Regions from separate parts of the Mus musculus genome. Here all the other regions are linked to region 1. Evidence: chromatin contacts called from public Hi-C and promoter capture Hi-C data. All regions are on one chromosome and are shown on one strand. The core of a region is the stretch at or near the end of the contact, and the rest is flanking DNA. Distances in the headings are between cores, read along the strand shown.

Region 1 (3,395 bases), core at 671-3,170:
CACGTGGGACAAAGAAGACAAGGAACTAATCAGATAAAAAAAAATTCTTCAGATTGTGGTCTAACTCTTGTTCACGGATCAAGTTCTTCTGGTTGTTGTTTGAGGAACCCAGGCAACAGAGACAGTCAAAACAGAGTTTTTATCCCCAGCAAAGTGACAGCTCATTATAAAATCCTAACGCTGAGTCCAAGAGGCAGCGGTGAGAGAGATCCCATCTAAACTCATTTACAGAGACCCTATAACATGCGGGGCTTCAGTTAAGGTCTTTCAGCCTCCTCATGGGAACAGGTCTGGGTATTGTCCATGGTTCATAGGGAGTGTGGACAAGTCATTCATTTTCTTTCTGCAAAACAATATTTTAAAAAAATTATTATCATTAATAATAATAATACTTATTTACTTTACATCTCACTCACTGCCCCCTTCCTGGTCACACCCTCCCATCATCCCTCCCCAACCCCTTCCCTTCTCTGAGCTGGTGAGGGCCTCTTGGGTAACCCCTACCCTGGCACATCAAGTGCCTTTGAGGCTAAGTGCATCCTCTCTCACTGAAGCCAGACAAGGTAGCCTAGCTAGAACATATCCAGGCACAGGCAACAGCTTTTGGGATACCTCAAACTCCAGTTGTTCAGGACCCACATGAAGAGCAAGCTGCACAACTGTTACATATGTGTGGGGAGGCCTAGGTCCAGCCTGTGTATATTCTGTGGTTGGTGGTTCAGTCTCTTGAGAGCCCCAGGGGTCCAGGTTAGCTGACTCTGTTGGTCTACTTGTGGAGTTCCTATCCCCTCAGGGGTGGCAATCCTTTCTCCTATTCTATAAGATTCTCCCAAGCTCCATCTGCTGTTTAGCTGTGGGTGTCTGTATCTGTCTGAGTCAGCTGCTGGGTGGAGCCTCTCAGAGGATAGCTGTGCTAGACTCCTGTCTCTGCACACCAACTTTTAAAACTGCAATATGTCTCACTGTCTATAATGCAGCAGGCAAGCAGAAGGTACTTAGTAGGAAGCCAGGTGACCATGGACAGATTCTGAGTATCTTTGTGTTCTGGGGAACAATATTGACAGGGGTCCTTAGCTACTCTTGCATCCTTGGAATCCAAGTCAGTCTGGCATACAGTGGGTGCTCACTTTATATGATCCAGGGTGTTCTTGGTACTGAACTCCCAAGAGCATTTATGAATTACAAAACCAATAAACGGCAAACCAGGAGAAAAAAATAAAAACACTGTAAGTAATGTAAATAGGAGGTAATAGACTTGCTTAGCTGAGCAAGAGCAAGAGAAATACACCGTATGTAAAGAAACAGAACACTTATGTGATATAAAAAATATTAAAAAGACAAACTGAAATATTACTCTGTTCATGTTCAGAAGGCAGAGAAACAACTTTCAGGAGGCCGGGGGGACAGTGACAATAAAGAACGAAGATGAATCTTCTCTTAATGTCCTAAAAGAAGCAGATCAGATGAGCTTGGTGTAGATGTAGTGGTCCTAGGATTAAAAACAAGAAGACACATGAGTCACTTGTATTTGGGCTCCCCCTTAAGCAACTTTTGGGAAAGAAGAAATTAAATGGGGCACGGTGTAATATCTGTACATGTTCCCTCACCCAAGGCAGTGGCAGAGAAAGACAGTTAAAATCTGGGCTTCCTAACTTATCCAGTCACACTTTACACTGGAAGCCCATCTCCCTAAAGTCCTTCTCCGTCAAAATGTCTCAAAGGTCCCATCAACATCAATGGCTGGTCCCCAGCGAGTGGGGGGTGGGGAGTGGGGTTGGGGGGGAGGGGGAGGGGGCGGAGGGGGGATGATGGGTTAACAGGAGGTGTGGTAGCTGCTTTCCGAGATGCCTTGGAAGGTGCGAGTCCAGGAGGTAGCAGTAGAGGGCGCTGGGACCCCGGCCTGGGCCCGCCTCTGCCATTGGTCCGGGCTGGGGCGCTGGGTTGTGGAGTTGGTGGAAAGTGACAAGTTGGGCGAGAAGAGAGATCGTGGAGAGCTGGAGGAGCCTCGGCTTAGTGAGCCCCGAGACCGCAGCTCCAGGCACTGGGCACGCTCTTCTGCAGTCGGAGCCGGAGACACACGGTTCGCAAGAGCGACACAGAGAGCCTAGGACTGAACAGCCGGCTGAGTCAGGGCTGCTGCGGAGTACCGACCGGGAGGAGCCGCGCTCCCAGGTCCAGGGCGGCAGAGCGGAGACGAGGGAGCAGGTCAGAGGGACAAAGAGTTTTGCAAAGGCCCCCCGGTGTCCTGCGAGTGCCTGCGGCAGGACGAAGTGACCCGGAGCCCTGGGCGAACCCGTGGATGTTCTGCGCGCCGCCAGGGAGCCGCCAGCACCGCCACGAGAGGAGGAATGCACCGGCCGCGCCGCCGCGGGACGCGCCCGCCACCGCTGGCGCTGCTGGCCGCGCTGCTGCTGGCCGCACGCGGGGCTGATGCCCAAGGTAAGCAGCGCCCGCGCCCGGGTTCCACCGTCCGCCCCCCCCCAGAGCTGAGTGCCCGGTGAGCGCCTCGCCGGTCCCGGAGCTGGTCATTCGACCGCCGCCTGCACGGGCCGCCCGAGGGAGGCCATCCAGGACTCTCTCTGAAGCTCGGCTGCGGGCTGGGCTCTGGAGGACTGGTCGTAGGCATCCAGCTGTGGTTGTCAGTGCTGACAGGAAGTGTAGAAGAACTTTGGAGGTGGTGTGTGTGTATGTGTGTGTGTGTGTATGTATGTTGGGGGAGATGCTGATCCTTTGCCTATCTCTTTCTGGATTCCTACCGCACCCCAACTGGGGTCCAGTTTATCTACTTCTCTATCCCAGAAAGAGTTTGTATTTTCAGTGGCGCCTCCGACAGAGCCCAGGCGGTCCGCGAACCCATACAAACAAAAGCCCTGTACTCCCAGGACTCCCTTGTCCTTGCGTCTTCTCTGTTTGGTGTTCGGAGCCTCCTGCCCTCTAGAGGGTCATCCTGCAGACCAAAACCTTTGCTCTTCCGCTGCCACTTTGTGCAGTTAGAGGCGGCCTGCTGCTCCAAAATACTCTGGACTCCGGGGTGCACGTGTGCAAGTGTGTGTGTGTGTGTGTGTGTGTGTGTGTGTGTGTGTGTCGAGGTGGAAGAAATAGAGGTCATCTAATGCATACTTGATTTTGGTCATCTCCAGAGACAATCGCTACAGTTAGAGAAAGCCTCCACCGGCAGCCGGAGCGTCTTAGTTCCCTGCGGGAAGCTTGGATCCTCGCTGGGTCTGAGCCTGCACACAATGAGAGGGAAGAGCCCGCTGCGCCTGTGGAGACAACCAATTCATTCTTTGGAAGTTAGAGGGGGAAAGTTGATTAAAGTCTCTGGGGGTCTTGGGCCTCACTTTTAACATGCATCCCTTGAGGGGGTGTTGGAGCCCCTGAACTCTTCCCGCCCC
Region 2 (3,395 bases), core at 313-2,812, 230 kb after region 1:
TGTGGCCTGCTCTCTCCTATCAGTTCCCTGGAGTCCCTTCTCCTCTCCATTTTCCTCAAAGACCTGAAGGATAGAGCCCACATCACCTCCCTTATTAGAAACTCCATAGGTGCTAAATGTGGCTTCCTTTTAAGCCACACTATAAAATGGGTCACTTCTCTCTTCAAGGGCTTTGACCACCCTGCATGGCTCAGATCATAGTCTGTCATTATAAATGCTTGCTTGCTTGGCTCTAGCCAGAATAAGAACTATTGACCACAAAGGCTCTTAATTCAACATGTTCAGATGGTTATGGGACATTTTACCCAGCTGTACTTAGTAATCTTTGCTTGCCTGAATAAGCTACCATAACAAGAAAAGTCTAACTCAGGCTCTAAGGTTCAGTGTCCAATTAATTTTTTCTTTATTCTTCCTTCCTTCCATTCTTTTTTTTTTCTTTCTCTTTACCTCTTGCTGCTATGAAATTAGTACTACAGTTTGTTCCTTTGATGTGTGCATCCGTGTTCATGTGTATATGAATTCACTTGCCCTTTCAGGCTCACGTGGAAGCCGAAGGTTGACATCAAGATGTCTTTCTCAACAGCTTTCTCTACCTTACTATTTCAGGTGGTCTCTTGCTGAACCTAAAGCTTGCTTTTTCAGCTACACTGGCTAGGCAGCAAATCCCAAGATCCTTGTGTTTCTAGCACAACATGGGGTTTCAGATACATGAGAGCATGCCCAGGTCTTACTGTGGGTTCTGTGCACAGCAAATACATCAGCCACTGATCCACACCCCAACTGCCCTCCTAGTTTTTATCTCCAGATTGCTCCATGTTTGTTTTTGGTTTGATTTGGTTGTTTTTTTTTTTTTTTTTGCAAAAGCTCTGGAGCAGATATGTCAAGTTGTTGAAGAATTTGCTTCAAAATTTGAGGGCCAAACCACCTCATTCATAAGAGAATGACCATTCAGGTGGCATATGCTTAACAAAGAGACCTGAGATGTGACTAAGTCAGCAGATTCTTTCAGAATGTGAAGCAAGTAGAGATTTTCAGGGGGCCTGGGGGGGGGGTTGGGGGGGGGCTGGTCTGTGTGCTCACGCACAGTGCCAGAAGTTTACATTCTCTGAAAACCTGAAAGGAGATTGTTAATCTCAGTGGATCCAAGTTGGAATATTGACTGACACCCGAAGGGATTCGGATCCTGTTCAATCAAGATACGACTGTGGAAAACTGAGATGCTCTAACCTCATGGTCCCCATAGGAACAGAAATTCACCGGCCAGAATGACACACTTTTGTTTTGAAAACCACCCAGGCTCCACATGGAGCTATGGGCTGCCTGGGAATGTATTAAGATGGGGTAGGCTGCTGCCTCAGACTGACCAGGGTAACAAAACAACACACTGTCTTCAAGCAAGGCTCTGATGTGTCCTGGTTGTGCTTTGCTCAGGGTTCCTGGGCAGAGAGCACATGTGGCCTTGGCATGACAGAGACACAGCCAGCCACAGGCTTGCACAGAGAGGACTACACTCCAGGCTGAGGCCGGAGCAGGCCTCCTGTTGAAGGTACTCAAATCACAGGGCTGACTTACGATCTGTTCTGTTTACTTTGGCCTAGAGCCCAAACCAGAAATGTATTTCAGGCCTGGCCTTCTAGATACTATCTCTCGTCATTTAGAGGTTCGTTACACAGAGCCGCTCATCCTGTCCTGCTCCGGTTAAGGTCTGTCAGCATTTTTCAAAGGTTTATAATTCAACCCTAATGGAGGAGCTTGCCTCTTTTAGAGCTCAGCTTGGTATGTAGGGCCTACACCTAGAAGTCTAAAACTCTGGGTGTCCCCAATGTTTGCTTTGCCTCCTCTACCATTTTTAAGTCGGACTCTTACTGGATAATAGGGAACCATTGTATTAGCTTGTGGTTTTGTTAGATTTATTTTGGTGTTTGAAAGGCTAAGAAAAATTGGCAGTCATGAGGATCCAGTGGTATGTGCATATTTTAATGACCATTTTAAAGTTAGATGGGTGGGAAAGGTCAGAGACAAGTTTGTCAACATTTCTCCAAGACTTGGAAAGCAGTTCTCAAGCCCACAGCCTGTGTTCAACATTTCAGTTGGATAGTTTAATTGTGTTATTAAAATAGCAACCTGAGGGCTAGCCATACTCCTGCTGTGAGTTCTGAATGTTCTTATTATTTTAAAATTTAAATGAAATATTGCACCTAGTAAGCATGATATAACAAAACAATACCCCTATATAAATGCCCAGTGGTGCTGGAGAGGTGGCTCAGTGGTCAAAGTACTTGCCAAGCCAGGAGAAAAAGGTTCAGAGTTTGATACCCAGTATCCAGATAAATTCCATTGGTAGGTGTATTGGCTTGTAACTCTAGCCTCAGAGGGCAGAGATAGGTCATCCTGAAGCAAACTGGCTAGTGCAGCTGCCCACATTGATGAGCTCTGGTTTTGATTGAGATACCTTGCCTCAGTGAGTAAGGTGGAAGGGCAACTGAGGAAGATTGTCAGGATCAACCTCAGGCCTTCACATGCTCTTGAACACACATGCATGTGCATTTATGCACACACACACACACACACACACACACACACACGGACACACACACACGGACACACACACACATACACACACACATACACCAGAGAGTTATAAACTCAGTTGGATATTGCAGCACCAAGGTCTACTCTCTGTTCAGGTTGTTGTAAGTCTACTTCACCATTGGGTGACTTTTAAACCATAGACACTCCTTTGACACGGTTGATCTGGAAGGCTAAAACCAGGATACAGCCACCTCCAGCTCAGGTGAGGTTCCTCATCTGAGCTTGTATGTCACCATCTTCTTCTTGTCCTCTTATGGTGAGTGAGGCAGAGGATGCCTCTTTTGTCATGAGGATACAAATCTCATTCATGAGGGCTGCCCCCTCATGTCCTAACCACCTCCCAAGGCCTATCCACCTAATGCCAGCACCCTGTAAGATAAGATTCTAACATGTGACTGTCAGGAGGGCACATGCATTCAGTTCATAACACTCTCAAAAGTTCATAACTAGAAGACAAAATGCTGGAATTGGTGACTGCCCATGACCTGTGAGAGACCCTACAAAGGAGTACATACTGAGGAAGAATGCTACAGCCTGTGCTGTGGGAAGATGGCACTAGAGGTCAGTTAGCAGTGGCCGGAGTTCATAATGGAAAGAAACTGTAAAGCTCGGGGTGGATGGGAAAAGCAGATGACATGGACAGGAGGCTCCTGACAGCAAGAAGGTCCTGTCACTCCCAGTGGGGGGTGGGGGGGGGACACCTCTGAAACCCAGCAGGGCAGGAGCTGCCACACATCCCAGGACTGGGCTGAAGATGAGGGGCAGTTGTATATATGCAGAGCCTGAGGAAGTTAGCAGGAGCT
Region 3 (3,395 bases), core at 395-2,894, 190 kb after region 1:
CAGAGTGGCTGATAATGAAAGTATTGGTAATTTCTTTTAAGAGGTCCCCACATTTCCTTGGGAGTCTCAGATTTGGATTTGGTCAATTACCCACAGAGACCTGGGCCTGCAGCATTGCTTTCCTAAGTTATTTGTCTTTTGAACTCCAGACAGGCTCTAGCCAGTCACACTTAGAGGCCATCTACTTGCCCATCCTTGGAAGTGTGTCACATCCTTGGAAGAGGATTAAGTTGTATGTATACTGCTTGTTTTGGAGTTCAGACAGAATCATGTCCAGCTAATTCCATTCTGGGTCCCAGTCCTGTGATTATTTCTAGAGTGTGGGAGCGAAGTGCTTCATAGTGACTTTTGTCAAACAAGGAGTTCCTACTCAGAGACCCTTGGTGAGTCTCCTAACCTTGAACCTCTGCGAGCTTAGTCGTGCACTGGAATGTCACTTCGGATCTCTCCTCCATATTCATTTCCTTGTGATGCTTCTTTTGGTTCGTTTCCATGTGATGAATAACTAAAAAAATGAATAGATACGAGATAGGAAGTGTCTGGTTTCTATTGTCACACTATTTATCTGGCAGTGTCAGCTCTTCAATTCTTTACTTAAGTGAGCTTTCCAGCGAATTAGAGCATTCTTCATTAAATGCCAAAAAAAAAAAAATAATAATCTCTTGTTGAATGGAAGTCATTCTTGATAGATTACTCAGGGGTCTCAGTCTTCTCTGGCAGATTTCGTCTCACAATACTGCATGTTCACCACCGAGTTACTGGAAGGAAGGACCTACCAGCGTCTAGTGACTCCTAAGCTGTTACTTATCATGAGCCATTGGTCTGTTTGTGCCCTTTGAGCAGTTTCTAGCTTGCATCCATCTCTTTGTCTGCTCTCTATTTGTTCTGTTTAGTCAGTCAGGCTTGGGAGAGCTGATAAGCCGGCCCATGAAATGTGCACATAAACAGCTTCTGAACGAGGACACTTTGAGCTTTCTCAAGGACTGAGAACTTTGGATCATCCTCCTGAATGGGCTCGCCAAAACCTACGGCATCTTCACTTTGCCTCTCTGTGGTCAGATTCTTGTTTACTCAGCTGCCATATTTGAGCCCCAGGAACACATCCCAGCGTGGAGGGCAACCTGGGGGTCATTACTACTTGGGGGATTTGGTTTTTTTTAAAGGAGATTTTGTAAAAAGATACATTCAATCTTGTTTTCCGCTTGGCAGTAAGCCAAACATGGATTGTTTCGCCCATATAGCTCATCCCCTTAGGATTCTGATTGTCTAGATGGGGAAAATGCATAGATGAAATAAAGTCAGAAATCATTATGAAGGCCACTACTGTGTTCTTTGTGTCTTGGAGAAGAGGATGATGTCTACTTGGAAGACTGACAGAGAGAGAGAGAGAGGGAGAGAGAGAGAGAGAGAAGAGAGGAGAGAGTTCGTTCTCTTTATCCCCTCCTGTGTGTCTTTCTATGACTCTCTTGTTTTCACACAGAATAAACTTTTATTCAGCACCAATGGTATCCTTTCAGTGATACTGCAGTAGTGGATGACACAAGCCTGATGCTTGTCTTGGTTAATATCAGAGAAGGATGGAGTGGAGGAGCTGAGGGAAGGAACCATGCATCTCAGTAAAGAGAGTCAAGAAGGGCAGAGTGTGGCCAGAAGGTGAACTGACTCAACCTGGCTGGAATGTGGGAGCAGGCTGTAAAGACCCTTCATGCTCTACTGCCAGTTTAACATGATTCACTTGCCAGAGATGCCTAGGAAGGATTGCCCAGGGGCAACTTAGAGAAGTGCAGTTCTACCATGGGAGAATTTGACACAGACAGCAGTCAGTCTCAGAGGAACCCCAAAGAACATATGGCCAATGTAATGTCATTTCAACTTCCCCTTCCCTCTTCCATTTTTGATGTCCCACCTCAGTAATCTAGAATCTAACAACAGCCTTTCTGTGGTGTGTACCTCTCTTCTTTCCCCATGAATTTTACAAGAGTTTCAAGCAGTCAACATACATAGAAAGTTCTAGAAGCTGCAGTACTCCAGGGATGGCTGATAGCTCCACAGCTATAGTTTCCTTGTAGAATGATGTCACTGGTATGTATTGACAATTAAATTATGTTCTACATCATATTGGTTCTTTAGCCATACCATGAAGGTTAAATGTGACCATCAGTGTGGGTCAGGCCTATTCTCATGCCTAGTCCGTGAGCACTAACCCTCTCTGTTCCTAACTACTCTCCTTCAAGTCTGTTGGTGCCACCTGCAAACCAGACATGCTGCTTTTTAGGGACCATGTGCTCAGCTAACCCCCACTAAACCTTGGAGACCTGGTATCATACTGACTTTGAACTTAAGTCATTTCTTCAGATTGCTCTGAGCACCAAGGCAGAGATACACATATTTTCAGACAGCAGAAATCCAGTTTGAATTTCTCATTGCATTTGAGGTAGAAGAAAACCTGAGGGTAGTGTTCACAGAGGTTCTCAGGAGAACAACATTCCCTTTGCGTTCTCAGTGTTCTCTGGTCCCATTTGGCTGGAGCCACTACTGCTGGCTTCAGTTAGCTATTTACATTCCCCCATCTTTATATAAATTGTGCTATATTAGCGTATATTTCACACTGTGACCCAGTGTTTTTCAGATCCTTTAAGCCCGGCTATTTGTGCATTAGTCAACGTCAACAGAAGTAAAACCTCAAATTGAGTGCAGGCTACAGCCCTGCTCCATTGCTCGCTCTGTCATGCTGAAATGGATCTCTTGTTCTAAGATGTGCTGTGAAATACACTCTATTTACATTAAGGAGACCTCTGTATATTTAAGGCATAATTGTTTCAGGGCCTTCATTAATTTTTGAATGGTAAGACCTTGGCTTTCTTCTTTTCTATCTTTTCTGTAATGATGGAAGTTAGAAGCTTCCAAAAGAATAGTAATAATAATAATAATTGTAATATCAATGGTAATAACAACAATAACAACAAATTGGTCCTCATTAAAGCTAGGTGGAGTTTTTTTTGGGTCTTTTTGGTAATGTGCTTTATAAACAGTGAGAGATCTGATTGCGAATTGCCTCCAGGGCCCCACTTTCCTAGTTGCCAGGCTGGGACAATCCAGGATAAAAGGCAGTCTGTATTTGTATGGAAAAATAAAAACTTGTTTTGCTTCTGTAGTTGATGAAATATTTATTCTGTCATACAAATGTAACGGTGGAAGTTCTTCAAGTTCATCTAATCGAGCCCCTTTCCAGAATATTGGCCCCTCCTCCAGTCTCTGACAAATGAATGCTTCGAGCCATGAGAAGCTCAGTCCCTTAAGATTTGGGTGATTATATGAGCATAAAATGGCCATTTTAGCCATTTGATGCACATAGTTTAGTGGCATTAAATACATTTCATGCTCTTGTGCAATCA
Region 4 (3,395 bases), core at 641-3,140, 170 kb before region 1:
CAGTCTTAAGTGAACAGCTTCATCATACTTCCATAGACAGTTAAGACCTCGGGAAGGGCATGCATGGGTTCCGAGTCTGAGCCCAGCACTTTGTGTGATACCATTTGTTGAGTACTTTTTATTAGTACCTAGGTGAAAGCACTAATGTAAACTATATAAATCTAAAGTGGATGTTTGTAAGACTTGGAGGATTCTATGCTATATTTTCATTTTTGAGTTAGGTAATCTCAGTCACACTCACTATTCTACCTTTAACTAATTTTCTCACCTAATGAGTTTGAAAACACAACTTACTTTACAAAAATATGACTATAAGCTGTAAATTCTTAGGAAAATATTAGAAATTATGAGCAGCTGTCAGTTTCCACATAGCTACCACAGAAGCTCAATGACAGTGATTATAACCAGCTATGCTGTATACACATAAACTTCATATCCATATACCTATTAGCATTTGTTCTGAGGCAGAACTTACATATGTCAGCCAACCTCCCTGCTTGATCAAGAGACACCAATTAGCCACTGTGAAAGTATGAGTACAAGCTCAGTTCATGGGTTATCAGTATGTTCTAGTACTGCAACTGGAGAGAGGAGCTGATAATTTTAGGCTTGATAGGTTTTAAGTACAGTCTGATGACTGCATCAACTAATACTGATTTCACGTGGACTGTACTAAGCTGGGGTCATTTCAAGTCTGTATAGGTCTATGCCTCTATGGAATGTTTCTCTCTCTCTCTCTTTCCCTCTCTCTCTCTCTCTTTCTTTCTCTCTCTCTCTCTCTCTCTGGGTGTGTGTGTGTGTAGGAATACAGGCACAGTCATCATCACCACAACCTCTTTCTTGCAGAAATCCTTTTTGAAAGGTTTTACATTTGTTTAAGATGGACACTCACAGACTTAACTTTCTTAAAGGTATTTGTTTTCTTGGTATACTAAAATGACACATTTGTCAAGCAGAGACTCTTAACAAAAAAACAAAAACAAAAACAAAAAAAAACTAAGAAAGGCAGAAGAAAATATTCCTACCGAATAATCAAATCCTTTTTGACTGCCTTAGCTCTTGCTGTTTTCACAATCACTGGGTCCGCTGTCACAGTAATCCTTTGACGCCTTATAGCTGTATCTATGTTTATCTAGGCTGCCTTCAAAGTTTCCATTTCCTAGTTGTCAAACGTGATGGATGACAGACAGGCCAACCCTGGTAAGAGCCTGCCTGGCTTGTTCAGACCCAAACTGAGCTGAACTTCCTCAAGTGATGAAGGATTTTGTTTTGTTTTTCGAGACAGGGTTTCTCTGTGTAGCCCTGGCTTTCCTGGAACTCACTCTATAGACCAGGCTGGCCTCGAACTCAGAAATCTGCCTGCCTCTGCCTCCCAAGTGATGGGATTAAAGGCATGTGCCACCACCGCCCGGCGAGGAAGGATTTTATTATCGGAATTTCTCAGTGTTGTGAGCAGAAGCACGGAAAAATAAAACCCGTACTTTTGGAAGATCTAGAAACTATACACTAAACAAATCAGTTCTTCGGATATCCACAATCACTAATGAAGTAGCATGTGGCCCACAGCAAACACATAAAAAGTAGAAAGCTGAATATAACTTTGGGGTTGAGCCTGTCCTTGCAGAAAAAAAAAAAGTCGGAGGATGGCTTTTCTGTCTTTTAGACCAGCTTCTGGAATGTATACGTGACACTCTAGTCCAATCACAGTAACGTGCTGAACTCTTCGTCCTTGCACTATGATCGATAGATGAAGCTCTGCTCTCCAGTTAAAGAGCTAGTTTCTTTATATAGACCATTGGCTCAGGTAGAGATGTGTCAGTCGGGGAGACTCCGCCCCTCTCGACCCCGTGACCCGTCCCTCTTCCCAGGCAGCCGGACTTTGGCGAAGTGGGCGGGCCGTGGGCAGGCCCTGGGCCATCGTTTCCAGGGCAAGAGCAGAGCGGACCCTGAGCCCTCTGCAGCAGCCAGAGCCGCAGCCACTGTCGCCTCGCAGCCAACCGCCACCATGGTGAAGATCGTGACAGTGAAGACGCAGGCATATCCGGATCAGAAGCCGGGCACCAGCGGATTGCGGAAGCGAGTGAAGGTTTTCCAGAGCAACGCCAACTATGCGGAGAATTTCATCCAGAGCATCGTCTCTACCGTGGAGCCGGCGCTGAGGCAGGAGGCCACGCTGGTTGTGGGCGGGGACGGCCGCTTCTACATGACCGAGGCCATCCAGCTCATCGTACGCATCGCTGCAGCCAACGGGGTAAGGGACGCGCGGGCCGGGCTGAGCGTGTGCTACGTGCGGGCTTCTCTGGGCCGGCGCTTCCGTGCGCGCCACCATCCCGTCCCCGCCCCGCGCACGCTCCCTTGACCTTGGCAGTACCCCCGCCCCCACACCCCTATTCGGCTTCCCGTCCACCCCATCCCCCCACACCCCACGTTTCGCAATGGCTATGCCGGGGAAAGGTGAGCCCGCCGTGCAGACCCTGCGTGGCGCTGTGCTATTCTGGTCTGGGATTGGGGCACCTCCCGCTGACTCGAGGCCAGGTGTTGGGAGGGCCGGGGTGACCGGAGCACTCATCCCCCTGGGGCGTTAAGCCAGCGATCTGGGCCCGCAGGTGCCAAGCCTCTCTCCCTGCCCTCTGGTTGGCTTGGGAAAGGCGCTTCCTCCCCTGCCGGGCCTGCTGCCTGGGTTCAGGCTTTTGAAAAGTCCAGTCTCTGCTGGACCTGTTCCACCAAGGGGGCTGGACCTGAATTTTCATTAAAGCAATAACAATATACCCAAGGGCTCTCTTATGCAAGCTGTCCTGACAGGCCAGGAAATTAATGCAACGCCCCCAGTTCCGCCCCCTGGTTAAGAAGGTTAACTGTCTTAATTGAGCAGGTCCACTAGAGAGGTGAAACTTTTTTTTCTCCTATAAATCTGATGATTTGTAAATGTGGATTTGGAATTGGTTATTTGTTTCTACAAGATACTTTAAAAGAAGTTTTAAGGAACACGTTTTCTTTGTATATTTACAATAACATTGGACTTTCTCTCAGCTCCTCTGGGGCCCATTCCCTTCAACAATAACTTGTATTTCAACTTATTTCAAGCTGCCTTGCCAAGCACCGTGACAAACATTTCACTGGTGTGTCTCAAGAACCCTCTTGAAGCCCTATAAGGAAGACGCTATTATGGGTACTTTAAAGTCACCGAGGAGAGTACTAAAAAGCCTGGGCAGGTTAAAGAATTTACCAAAACTATAACGGGAACATTGAATCCAGCACGGACCTTCCGGTACCACTTGAGTGGCTTCTGAAAATCGAGGGACTCATAAATTGCAAGACCTTCTTTTTCCAGTTTTCAAGATCTAAACTGAGCTCTGTATGTAGACTTTCCTGGATGGGTCAGACATTGACAAACA

The links. Promoter capture Hi-C pulls out the DNA fragments that hold promoters and counts their contacts. A called contact is a pair of places that touch in the nucleus more often than the background predicts. Capture Hi-C pulls out chosen DNA fragments and counts their contacts.
Region 2: a contact with region 1 is called in a promoter capture Hi-C map of liver, with 5 times the contacts expected there. The contact joins the enhancer-like site here to the promoter of Ror1 in region 1. A contact is called at or near these places in 13 of 39 promoter capture datasets (the 3T3-L1 cell line, 3T3-L1-derived adipocytes, cranial neural crest and 8 more), 10 of 484 Hi-C or Micro-C datasets (embryonic fibroblasts, liver, nephron progenitors and 2 more), 10 of 115 datasets of contacts at active chromatin or transcription factors (cardiomyocytes, craniofacial prominence, embryonic forebrain and 7 more) and 3 of 9 other capture datasets (adipose tissue, embryonic stem cells and liver).
Region 3: a Hi-C map of the C2C12 cell line shows a contact between it and region 1, with 2.7 times the contacts expected there. The contact joins the enhancer-like site here to the promoter of Ror1 in region 1. A contact is called at or near these places in 9 of 39 promoter capture datasets (the 3T3-L1 cell line, 3T3-L1-derived adipocytes, cranial neural crest and 4 more), 1 of 15 datasets of contacts at CTCF or cohesin (the NIH/3T3 cell line), 6 of 484 Hi-C or Micro-C datasets (the C2C12 cell line, the HL-1 cell line, cerebellum and 2 more), 7 of 115 datasets of contacts at active chromatin or transcription factors (cardiomyocytes, craniofacial prominence, heart atrium and 3 more) and 1 of 9 other capture datasets (liver).
Region 4: a contact with region 1 is called in a promoter capture Hi-C map of adipose tissue. The contact joins the promoter of Pgm1 here to the promoter of Ror1 in region 1. A contact is called at or near these places in 1 of 39 promoter capture datasets (liver), 3 of 484 Hi-C or Micro-C datasets (cumulus cells and embryonic stem cells) and 2 of 9 other capture datasets (adipose tissue and pancreatic islet).

The regions. Positions count from the first base shown.
Region 1 is chr4:100,093,871-100,097,265 of GRCm38.p6, forward strand. Ror1 (receptor tyrosine kinase-like orphan receptor 1) reads left to right here and starts at 1,921. Exons shown (of 9, transcript NM_013845.5): 1 at 1,921-2,439. The coding sequence starts at 2,349. It overlaps Gm35701 (a long non-coding RNA gene), which reads right to left and starts at 1,773. Exons shown (of 3, transcript XR_376465.2): 1 at 1,608-1,773; 2 at 1,355-1,489; 3 at 1-343.
Region 2 is chr4:100,320,424-100,323,818 of GRCm38.p6, forward strand. The region is part of intron 2 of Ror1 (receptor tyrosine kinase-like orphan receptor 1); the gene reads left to right. Among named protein-coding and RNA genes, the nearest start is that of Gm35760, 71 kb to the right of the region's middle. Within about 2 kb of position 1,563, at least 55 of the 459 cell types and tissues checked have an H3K27ac peak or open chromatin away from gene starts, as enhancers often do. A contact at or near this core is called in adipose tissue, liver and uterus, where this site is marked.
Region 3 is chr4:100,285,332-100,288,726 of GRCm38.p6, forward strand. The region is part of intron 1 of Ror1 (receptor tyrosine kinase-like orphan receptor 1); the gene reads left to right. Among named protein-coding and RNA genes, the nearest start is that of Gm35760, 110 kb to the right of the region's middle. Within about 2 kb of position 1,645, at least 27 of the 459 cell types and tissues checked have an H3K27ac peak or open chromatin away from gene starts, as enhancers often do. A contact at or near this core is called in the C2C12 cell line, the NIH/3T3 cell line, heart atrium and 1 more, where this site is marked.
Region 4 is chr4:99,927,561-99,930,955 of GRCm38.p6, forward strand. It overlaps Pgm1 (phosphoglucomutase 1), which reads left to right and starts at 1,891. Exons shown (of 11, transcript NM_028132.3): 1 at 1,891-2,251. The coding sequence starts at 2,006. BC062258 (a long non-coding RNA gene) reads left to right here and starts at 2,258. Exons shown (of 2, transcript XR_003955079.1): 1 at 2,258-2,454; 2 at 3,085-3,395.